Linked DNA regions of Anser cygnoides: regions 2 and 3 are each linked to region 1. The links are chromatin contacts, called in public Hi-C maps. All regions are on one chromosome and are shown on one strand. The core of a region is the stretch at or near the end of the contact, and the rest is flanking DNA. Distances in the headings are between cores, read along the strand shown.

Region 1 (3,542 bases), core at 424-2,923:
CAAAAGAGGGATAACACCAGTTGCCTAACTCATATGCAGATATGGGAATAAAAACATAAAGAAGAGCAGAGCACTCAGACGTCAGGCTCACAGCTCAGTGAAGAATGCTTCTCTACTCAACAGGAGCCTCCACCTCCCAAAGAAACTTAATTTTTGAAGTGGTTGCACCACTTGCTTAAAAATGAAGCCACATGCTTAATCTCTGGGCCAGAGACTCAGAGAGACAGATTTTGTGTTTACTTTGGCACTAACTGATTAAAATAATTTCCTTGTTTTCAAGATTTTCCCACAATTTCAATTATACACATCTAGATTTATTGCACACTTAAGAAATATTGTTGAAGGGAACACGTCCATAAAAGTTCTTATTTCATCCCACTGAAACCTGAAATTCTCACTAAGACACAGACCGAAGGATTTCAATGCCCTTTGCACATAAAGAACTGGACAGTTTTTTACATCTTAACTGCTTTTAACAGTCTCTAGGATCTTGCACATTAGGAGTCCCCAGGCATTATGCAGCAATATCCATAGGCAAACACTGTAGGAGAAGACCTGAAAAGTCCACAAAATAGTGAAATGTATTTCAACAATACAAAGCACACATTCCCAGAACTCAGAAAGAGAAATTCTAGTCCATATTATTCATTAGTTTCAAACACAAGCTACCAGAGAAACTTCTGCCACAAAAAGAAGTGGAAAATACAGAATCGTACCGAGGTGTCTATAAGTCTATGATTTCCTAAGATCAATTCATTGCAGCAATTAATTGATCTTATCAGTCTTTCATAGTCTTTATTAGACCACAAATTCATACAAATGATTAACTTCTACCACTGCTTTCAGTACAGATCTGCTTAAGGACAAGTCTTCGGCACGTTCCTCAGTTTCATACTAATCTTGCAAATGTGCCAGTATACTAAGAAGAGAGGAACAAAAAAACCCAACCCAAATCCTGATACTAAACAGCAAATGCTAGGCCAGAAATGCACTAGTTGTTAGGAAGAAAATACCAACAGTAGAACTAAAAATAGCTCTTCAATCATTTGTCTTTTCAAACCTCTCTATTCCTTCTTTTCGGGATCCATGCTTGTCATAACTGACTGTTTCTTATGCTTGCTCTGGGGTGTCTCAGAGCTTGTTTCCACTGAGATAAAAATATGCCTTTTTCTCAACCATGTTATTAGCAATCATAGCAAGTGGTTTTAATTCTTTTTCCTCCATGACCTTTCTCGAGTTCTGCCTACTGTTTATCTAAAAGCAAAAGCTGGTTGATGCTTATCACATTTTTTATTTTATCAAGTATTCAAATGAAAAGTGATGCTACCTCTTATTCTAACGTATATGCAAGCCAATTGTAGTTGGGGGGCAGGGAAGATGGAGGTTTCCCCATTGGCAAAGCTGTGCCGTACCTGTTTTTCCCATTTACTAATTTTTTTTTTCATATCACAGCAACTTCTGTTTTACTTTTTTTTTTTTTTTTAAATGTGACTTGTTATCAGAAACAATTTGCTTGGACTCACAAAAGTCAGCTTTTAGGCTACTCCAACTTAAATTGTAATGACAGCCAAAGTAACAAGGCAGCAGAACTATCAAAAGTCACCTGTCAAAACAAGAGTATGTAAATACCGGTAAAAGTCAATAAACTCTGCATCTTTTGTGACACAGTGGCATTTCGTGATAGTTATTCCTCCCTAATAATTAACAGATGACAGTTCAGCTTTAAAACAAGGACAGTCTGTAATCAGTGACCCATCTATGCTGCTCAACCATCTGATCTGTCTCAAGGTCACTGTCTTTAGTAACTTGGTAAGAATTACATCATCTGTCCTAGTATAGGGCACTTACATCATCGATCAATACCTGAGATCCGAGGATTGTCAACAAATTCATGTTAGGGATGAGTTACAACTGGGCAGATACCACAAAAATGACACTCCTGTTCGGTCCAACCCACATCCCCATTAAGACTACATTATAAAACTATCAACTCTATCACTATCATTTGTATCACAGTGGGAACTGAGTGCTAAGCAAGATGGGGTGGAGGAGGTGCCACAGCAGCATACCCTTTGCAAAGACACAACAGCCTTTGGTTTGAAGAGCTTGCAGCAGCCTGAAGTGACAAGAGCAACGGAGGGTGGGAGCAAGAGTTGTAAGCAGATGGCAGCAGACCACATGTTATTTCAGTAAGCCTTTGGTGGCGGTTCAGTTTGAGGCGCAGTCACGTGTTCACCTCCAACAGTGATAAGTGTTTTAAGCTATTTTAGTTTCCTTTGCCTTGAAACAGACCTGGCAGACGCAGACGGCAAGCTAAGGCGTCCCAGTGGAAGATGTGCAAATGGACAGCCGCTGGGTCGTTCCCTCCCCTACAGCTGGTTTGGGAGCGTAACGTGAGACGACACATTCAGAGTGGAAGAGATCAATTCAGCAGAAGGTCTGGGAAAAAGAGGATAAAGATGAGCCACTTAAGAGTGAAATTGAGCAAAATGAGAGCTAGACTGAACCACGAATCAGCCTAGGTCACAGCGGGTCTATGTATAGCTTAGGCCCAGAGTCGGTCTCTTGGGTGCATTTGCAATGGTGCCTCTTCTGGCCGAGGTCTTCTGGAAGGGGAAACTCCTTGATTCCCGCTTACAGGAAACTGTTAGAGAGCTGGAGCTTGCTCTACCCACCTTTGCTCATCCAGGGTTTTGAACAGCACTTAGGACAAGGGTAGACCGAGCGAAGCCCCACTAAAATGCTTCGGCAAAGACACCTATAGTAAGATTCAATAAAAGGTGGTAACTCACACATGGGGGAAGAGATAATGTACAGCAATACCTAGAGGCACTGACCTACTTGGCTCCTGTACAGGCATACAGCAAATGACGGTTCCTGTCTCAAATACAAAGAGCAATACTTGGAATAGGAGTCCCAGGGAGAGAGAACACCAAGCCGACATTTTCACCCCTGGATACATTAAATTAGGTACCAATCCATACTTCGGGACCTACATAGCTGGCCTCCTTCACAGTAGTGCTGCGTGCACCCAGAGGCCCATTAAGGTAACGTGAAGGGTTGCAGATGACTTGCATGCTCTGGAAATCAGGCCAGGACTAACCAGATTCAATGCCTCTGACCTTAACAGACACGGTTGTGAAATGCAGACGAGACCCTAGCACTAGCATGGAAATTATATGAGGTTTCTAAAGCACAGATCAGATGCTGAATCTTACAAATACATATGCTGTAGCTGCGTGTCCTGAGATGTCTCTAAGGGCAAGGCCATTTTAAATGCTGACTTTTAAAACACTTGATTTTGCAGAGTGTAACTCCATAACCTGAAGGACAGATCACCTTCTTGTCCTCAGGCAGAATTTTACTGTCACATACACACAGTGGATATATTTGCTGCACATCACTCAGTCTTCTCCCTATACACAAACAGACACACATTGGTCATCTTTAACGAGAGCAGAAAAATCATAGCGTCAAAAAGGCAACCACAAGCAGCACATCTCAGATAAAGGTTTTTTTTGCATCAGATTAGGGCAAGGTAG
Region 2 (3,542 bases), core at 555-3,054, 160 kb after region 1:
TGGTCAGTCTGACCAAAACGCGTTACCAGAGACACCTCATTCAAGCACTGACATTAAAAAAAAAACAACTTGTTAGTTCAACTGACAAGGATAATATCTCTGTCCTGCAAGAACCTCCAAGTCTGTGACCATTTTTGCTAGCAATTCCACCGGAGGTCAAAGGCTGATGACACCACCCCAGGACTGCTCAGATAGCACAACACTGACCCAATATGAATTTGTCGATACGGTGACCTAAGTGATCAAAAGACCAGATTGCTCTGTCTCCTGACCCCTCCAGTTGATTCCTTCCCAGCTGCAGCCAAGCACTTATGTCCACAAGAAGTTGGGAAAACAAAAATGATCAGTTACAGGTTCTGTGCCCATATATTTAATGAAATTTCACCATAGAGTGGCTGACATTAACCCAGCCTCTTCTAGCTTTTGCTGCTATCTCCTCATATTTTTGCTAGGAGTTTCTCCCAGGAGTAGAGCCACAGAGCAAGGTACAGTCCTTGCATATACACATTAAGACCTCAGTGCCCACTGAACCTTGGCTGCACCCCTCTGTGCTGATTAAGCACATTAAGCGTCTCTTTGGGGTGCATCACCTCAGTGGTGTGGCTTGTGGGTTTGGGCCTGATGAGGTACTTCTGGAGCCATTTGCAAATGGCTGGGGGATTAGGACCTTGACGTGAAGAAGAGGGTGTACTGATACAATAGCACCAGAAAACCCTACAGTGCTTTGGAAGGGCTTCCTTCCCTCTCCAAAGGCTATCTAGACTCCTCCTGTGACAGGTGGCCAAAATCAGAGGGTGCAAATAAACCCACCGTCCCTGTGCAAAACAGCATGTGGCAGGACAGTTTGTCATAAAGCTTACAAACAATTCCTCCATTTTACTCTCCTGTTACCCTCACCTTCCCTCTCTTAGCACCTCTGTGAAGTAGAAGTTTTTCCAGCATTTCAGACAAAAATCATATGAGATTGCTCATGAATCATGCAATTCCCCTAATCCCTAGAAAATATGGTATTGCTGAAAGAGAATCATGACATTTGGACTACAGGTCCCATACTTTAAACACATACCAAATTTTTTTCTCTCTCATTTAAAAACAGCAGCAACAGAACAAATGTTAGAGATCAGATTCTTCACTGCAAAGCTGTACAAAAGAGGGATACATGTTACTGGTTTAGAATAGCTGGTGTGAAGTGGTGGAAAAGGAAACATCTGGTACCTAATGAGATGTTACAAGCTTGTATTTTGCAATGAAAGTACACAAATTCGAGAGGAAAATAGACTCATAGAGCCTGAAGCCAGGAAAATCCAGCGAGCAATGGATTGATCTTTAGGCCTTCAACATCAATAGGACTATTCATGCGTTTAAACGTTACATGTGTATTTTAGCACCTGGCTGAGTTAGAACCTTAGATAGCAAATTGGGAATTTGCTGCTTGTTTTCAGCCTGCAGAAAAGACAACCCATTTTGTGAGCCTCACTGATTACCCTAGTTTATAATCTCCTTAATATCATAAGTTCCACAAAGATACATTTTGTTCCCTAGAGCTCCCCAGAAATCAGCTAAGCATATGGACTGCTTGCTTACACCTACTACAGAAGGCTGAGTATTGAGGATTTATATATTTTAGTCTATGTGGTGTAAATATGTATAAATTTATATTGTGTTAATTTATGGCATACACTACAGAAGGTTTTGCGTGAGCTACATTGCATTCCTTCCCACGTTTCTGCTGAAATATTCATCTTCGGGTCTTTTTCTCCATGTTTTCCTTAGTCTCGCCACAGATGTTTGGGCAGCTTGCGTTAGAAGGGAATGTGCCTCAGAAGTACATTTAGGAATTTAGGTGATGAGAATACCAAACTCAACTGTGTGGCTACAGCCTGAGAGGATTAACAGGCTTGGTGAACACTCACCAATGTCTCAGACCTGCCTTCTGATACACTGGCACGCATCGCAACGTAGCTCATCGATTCAGCACCACCAAGCCAGACACCCAGTGCACGGAGAGCTGCTGTCTCCAGCACTGCCAAACTAGTGCCTGACAAACATTGCGTTCACACACAAAACATGGATACATAAAGCTGCCGTGCCAAAAGAAGGCCTGATTCTCGCAAGAACAGGCACCTGTATATCAACAAACTGCACTCAGCAGCACCACAAGCAGTCCCTCCCATCTGCCTCCACGCAGCGCTGGAGAATGAAAAGGCATTAACGCGTCCCGCTCTCTTTGTGATCAATAAGGCTCTTGCTGCTCGCTCAACGAGAGCAAGGTCGAGCCATTGGGCCAAAGCATAACCCTTATCTCCTGCTGAGTCCTTATCACAAGTCTATCAACGCAGCCTTTGTGCACAAGGACTGGCGGTGGCCCAGGAGTCTCAGTGCCAAATCGCGGCAGTATTAAAAGCCTGCTGCCGGCCATAACGTCCAGGGAGAGGTACGAAGACATACAGAAAACTTAATTAAAGCGTGACCTAATCAAAAGAAGTGGGTCTCTACACAATGTTTATTTGCTTACATTCGAGTTGAGCATCAACACATTGCATTTCGCTGACTTACTGGAATATAAAAATGCACAACTACATGAATTGTACCAGAGGGAGTTACCTAAATAAATTAATAAATCATATATAGCTATTTAAATCTTTCAGCTATTACAGAGCTGCAAATGCAACACATAGTACTGACAGAGAGGAATGAACGAAAGGACACATCTGCAAGTATTTTCTCATACACACCTGAAAATTACCTTGAATTTTATTTTTGACCCATTTTCCTGTTCATTGTCCAAAAGCGTTTCTGTGTCCTGTATTTATGGCAACATACTGGGAGACCTGGGTTCAAAGTCCAGCACTGCTTCAGATTCTCTATCTAATTCTGGGAAAGTCACTTTCTCCTTTGAGGCCCTCTGGGAAAAAACAGGGTTGCAGACATTTTTCTCCAGTTCTTTTTGCTTTTCTGGTCTATTTTGGATAAGGGACAGATTTTAAAAGGTATTCTGATAGCTGAAGCTGTAACCAGTGTTCCTGGCAATCCCATCAGTCACTTTGCTTTGCCCTTGAGAATGACAGCAAATACCCCCTATCTCGAAGTGCCTACAGATCTTCACCAGATCTGACCCTACACTCTGGGATAGCATGTCCAACACAATTTGTACATTGCTCAGCATAGGGGTGGCAATGTTTCACAGGGTGATACTAGAAGAGTAAAACATACAGTGGTAAAGACCCACAGATTTTAGCAGAACTTAGTTTAATTTTACCAGATAGTTTCAGTAGTATTTATGGCGGAACTATTCTACACAATAGCAGATACACCCCAAAACGCTTTTTCAGCATTTACTTTACAGAAGGTGAATAATAATAATTTAGCAGACTAAATTTGCAGTAATTCAGTGAGGGTGCAGATTACATTACCCTGCCACATTGCTGTACAGAGGCTTACCTACATCAAACGTTTTTCTGGTTTTATTTCATAAATAGGCCAATGCAAGCCTATAGTAAAATAGTCCACAAACAAAACCACAATTTTCAGATTACAGCCAC
Region 3 (3,542 bases), core at 543-3,042, 130 kb after region 1:
TTCAATGAAAACAAGTGTTATAAAAGAATAGAAAATTGATTGTTGGGATGCATTGTTATATTATTTTTTTTTCATATCCTGGATACCACACATTTGACTAAATCAGGGTGCTCTACTTGCTCTTCTCTTGACCACTGTCTATTTTTTATTCACCTTAGTCAACAGGACAGGCATAGCCCTGCTGGTATCTCAGCAGTCACTGGGACTCCCACAATCATTCAGAGACTTTCCTCAATGTAAATAATGTAAATTAATCCTTTTTTTTTTTTGATTCTATTTGATTTGGCTTAAGCCACATAATGCAGAATTCTGTCCCATCTGTCCCACTTAATTACAATAATTGCAGAACCTAAATTTGCTTCCAAACATCATTAATTAATATTATACTACAGGCTGGGTGGGTAAGGGGAGGAACTCCTCTATTTCCAATTCCTAAAAACCCCCAGCCAAACCAAAACATGGTCTGGAAGATTTTACATTATTTTTCAATGTCAGTGTTGAAGACTTAATAACCACAGAATGTGCTCTGTGGTCTTTATTAATTTCGTATCATCAGCAAACACTGTTTTCTGGCAAACATTTTTGCTAAAAACATCTTAACTTGAATTTTCCTCCGTGCCAATGTACAGGAGACTTTGCTCCAAGTAGGAAAATCTACATCACGGGATACATAAACCCTGCATGCAGTATTTAATTAGAAATTTTTGACCAAAATTTACCAGTTACCAGTGTCTGAATTAAGCCACAGATAACATTGCTTTAGACAGAGCAATCTGAACCAAACAATTGTAACCCTATCAGGTCGCAGGCAGGGGGGAAAAGCCATCTAGTGGACAAAAACGCAACTATACAACAGAAAATATTTTCACACACGAAGCTTTTGCTGGAGTTTTTTTTTTTCCATACTTCATCTGCAATACCACTTATCTAGGAATCCTCCAGAAGTTTCTGGGAAATCAGAGCTTACTGGAGAGCAACAACGTATTCTAAGCACAGGTTTTTGGCAGATTCTGTGATTTGCAATTGTCATAAAACTTCTCAGTGGTTTTGCTCCTCCTACCCCTCACATCGAAATTTATCAGCATATTTCTTCTTTCAATGCCGTGAGGGCCATCAGTCGGCTGAATATCTTATCACTAGATTCAACACTGTGTGCCAAGCAGACTGGCATTGCACAGGGTTTAAATAGCTGAGCTAATATTTAAACTTTTGTCCCCTCTGATCCCTGCAAAATAATGAGAAGAGACTTTGTGACTCTGTAAACAGACGAGCTGGACGGTGCTCGGGGAGGCTCGCGCTAAAATTATCCTGGAGGTCTGCAGGACGCGAGGTGTGGGGAGCACCACGCGGACGCTACCCCTCCAGCATCATCTCCTTTTTAACCTAAAAAGCAGGCAGAAGGGAACGAACTCTCCTCCCGACGTCGTTTGCAGCACTCACTGGCCTTTGCTGAAACGCTGCCTACCAGGGCCGTGGTGGCCTGTGCAGTGAGTTAAGCACCTGAATATATCCCCAGCAAACCAGCCTAGCTGTGCTCGGCTCTCCTCTGCTTTCTTTTGCGCTGGTGGCCACGGGGGAACAAACGTACCAGCTTTTTAATGTAATATTCTTGGAGGCCCAGCCCCCAGATTCACCCTCCTCTACCACAAAGTTCACAGCGTTTAGCCAGGCACTTTCAGCTAATCTCGAAGAGCAGATAATGATCAGTCATGCCCGGGCAAGCCAAAGTATTGAAGCCAAAGTATAATTTCTGTGGGATTACAGCAACCCAAACCACCATCATCAGAGACTATCCTGGGATGATGCAAACAAACATCTGTAACTCCTGCTGCTCCAGGCGAAATACTGCAGCGGGATTAGTGACCTGGTCTAATGCTCAAACAGCAGGTTTTGTTCCCCTTCCCGCACCCCTTTTGTCTGAGCTAATATATAACCCCAGAAACCCTGGCCTTTCATTAAAAAGGAGATTAAAAAGATAATCTTTCTCCACAGCTGGTTTCAGGAGCATCCCATGCAATGACTTCTACCCAAGTCGCCTTTGCCGGGGCGAGCATTTACCAGGAGGCCATTAACCCTGCACACGCATTGGATACACCACGTAAGCAGCAGCCACCTCCTCACGCTGCTCCTGTGTCTGCCCCAGCGTGAGGAACATCTCATGCATCACTTTTGAAGGAGCCACCTCGCCGTGCCCAGATGACCCCCGTGTCGCTGGGTCATGAGACAAGGCAACGGCAGCTCCCAAACTACCTTCCACAGACCTTCTCCGCCGCCTCTTATTCATCCCCTTCCTAATGAATCACAGCCCTTTCTCTCTCCTCTTAATAACCAAATAAGGATTTCAGGGCTTGGCCCATTCAATGCATTCTGTGTTTTAATACAGACAGGAACAGAATACAAAATACTGCCAAAAGTTAAGCAGCAGGGGCAACCTTTCTGCTATTTGCATGTCTACAGTTCCCGATTCAACAATGCCGACTTGCTGTTATGCACGACCGCAAGGCAAGGAATTCATAAACAATAATAATAACTCTCCAACTAGCCATGCAGAACTGCAGGACTGGCGCAGAGCAGGAAAAAAAAATGCTGCTTTGCTCCTTTACAAAGCTTGCAATATAAACTTTGCACTGTCAGTTTAAAAGTTTGGCATCTGCGTCTGCAAATGGGGAGGAACCCATTTTCAGATACTTGTGAAATATAAACTTCAGCTGTTGCCAAGCTCAGAGCTAGATTTGCTCCTTTTTATTTTTAAGTTTCCTGAATATGTGAAGAAACCCACAAAGCCGTTTTAGAGTTGTGTAGCTATGAAAAATGTACACGCTTCTGTTTTTTTTTTTTAAGCAGCACGCTCAATCATTGTAATTATTCCTTGAGAATGCTTTTTAAAAAACAGAACCGTGGCTATTTTTCACAGCTACAAAACCCTAAAACAGCTCTAGAGCTTTCTGTGAAACTTAACAAAAAAATTGCCTTTCAGCTAAGAACAGTAAAAATAGATCAAAAACCAATTAGCTGGCCCACATGGCAGAAGACAGGTGTGCTTTGGATGTGGTATTTATACAGAATCCAGATAATCATTTTTTCCCTTTCATACAGATTCCTGAGGACTATAAATATCACAAACATCTTTTTGCCAATGCCCGTCACATCCAGTTAAAACACTGTCCACTCGAAGAATAACCTTAGGACGCAGCCTGAAACATTTCATCCTGCCTCCTACCGAGCTCTGAAACTGAATTAACATTAAAAGCAGCAGACTGATGGGTGAATTATGGTAACAAGCCTTCAAAAGCAAAACCCAGTAAACTCCTTTAGAAAGCGCAGCCAGAGAGAAGGCTGGGAACGCTGAAACCAATTACAACTGCTTTAGTGTTACACCTGTTTAAATGAATGCCAAATCCAGCCCAGAATTATTTACATTATGTTATTAACAAAGGGACGTATGAGTAATGGGAAAACAGAAGTGGTTTATGCAAAACAGGCTCTACTGAAACCAGCTAAAAACTCCAGGTACTTGCGGCAGAAAACAAAGGCTGGGGTCA

Evidence for each region. Hi-C and Micro-C count contacts between places; a contact is called where the count stands out from the background.
Region 2: a contact with region 1 is called in a Hi-C map of liver, with 4 times the contacts expected there. The contact joins two enhancer-like sites. A contact is called at or near these places in 2 of 7 Hi-C or Micro-C datasets (both in liver).
Region 3: a Hi-C map of liver shows a contact between it and region 1, with 5 times the contacts expected there. The contact joins two enhancer-like sites. A contact is called at or near these places in 2 of 7 Hi-C or Micro-C datasets (both in liver).

What each region holds. Positions count from the first base shown.
Region 1 is chr2:54,555,653-54,559,194 of Taihu_goose_T2T_genome, forward strand. All of the region lies in intron 4 of ATXN1 (ataxin 1), which reads right to left. Among named protein-coding and RNA genes, the nearest start is that of ATXN1, 100 kb to the right of the region's middle. Within about 2 kb of position 1,674, at least 2 of the 3 cell types and tissues checked have open chromatin away from gene starts, as enhancers often do. A contact at or near this core is called in liver, where this site is marked.
Region 2 is chr2:54,713,812-54,717,353 of Taihu_goose_T2T_genome, forward strand. The region is part of intron 3 of LOC125182079 (a long non-coding RNA gene); the gene reads right to left. Among named protein-coding and RNA genes, the nearest start is that of STMND1, 52 kb to the right of the region's middle. Within about 2 kb of position 1,805, at least 1 of the 3 cell types and tissues checked has open chromatin away from gene starts, as enhancers often do. A contact at or near this core is called in liver, where this site is marked.
Region 3 is chr2:54,689,054-54,692,595 of Taihu_goose_T2T_genome, forward strand. All of the region lies in intron 3 of LOC125182079 (a long non-coding RNA gene), which reads right to left. Among named protein-coding and RNA genes, the nearest start is that of ATXN1, 33 kb to the left of the region's middle. Within about 2 kb of position 1,793, at least 2 of the 3 cell types and tissues checked have open chromatin away from gene starts, as enhancers often do. A contact at or near this core is called in liver, where this site is marked.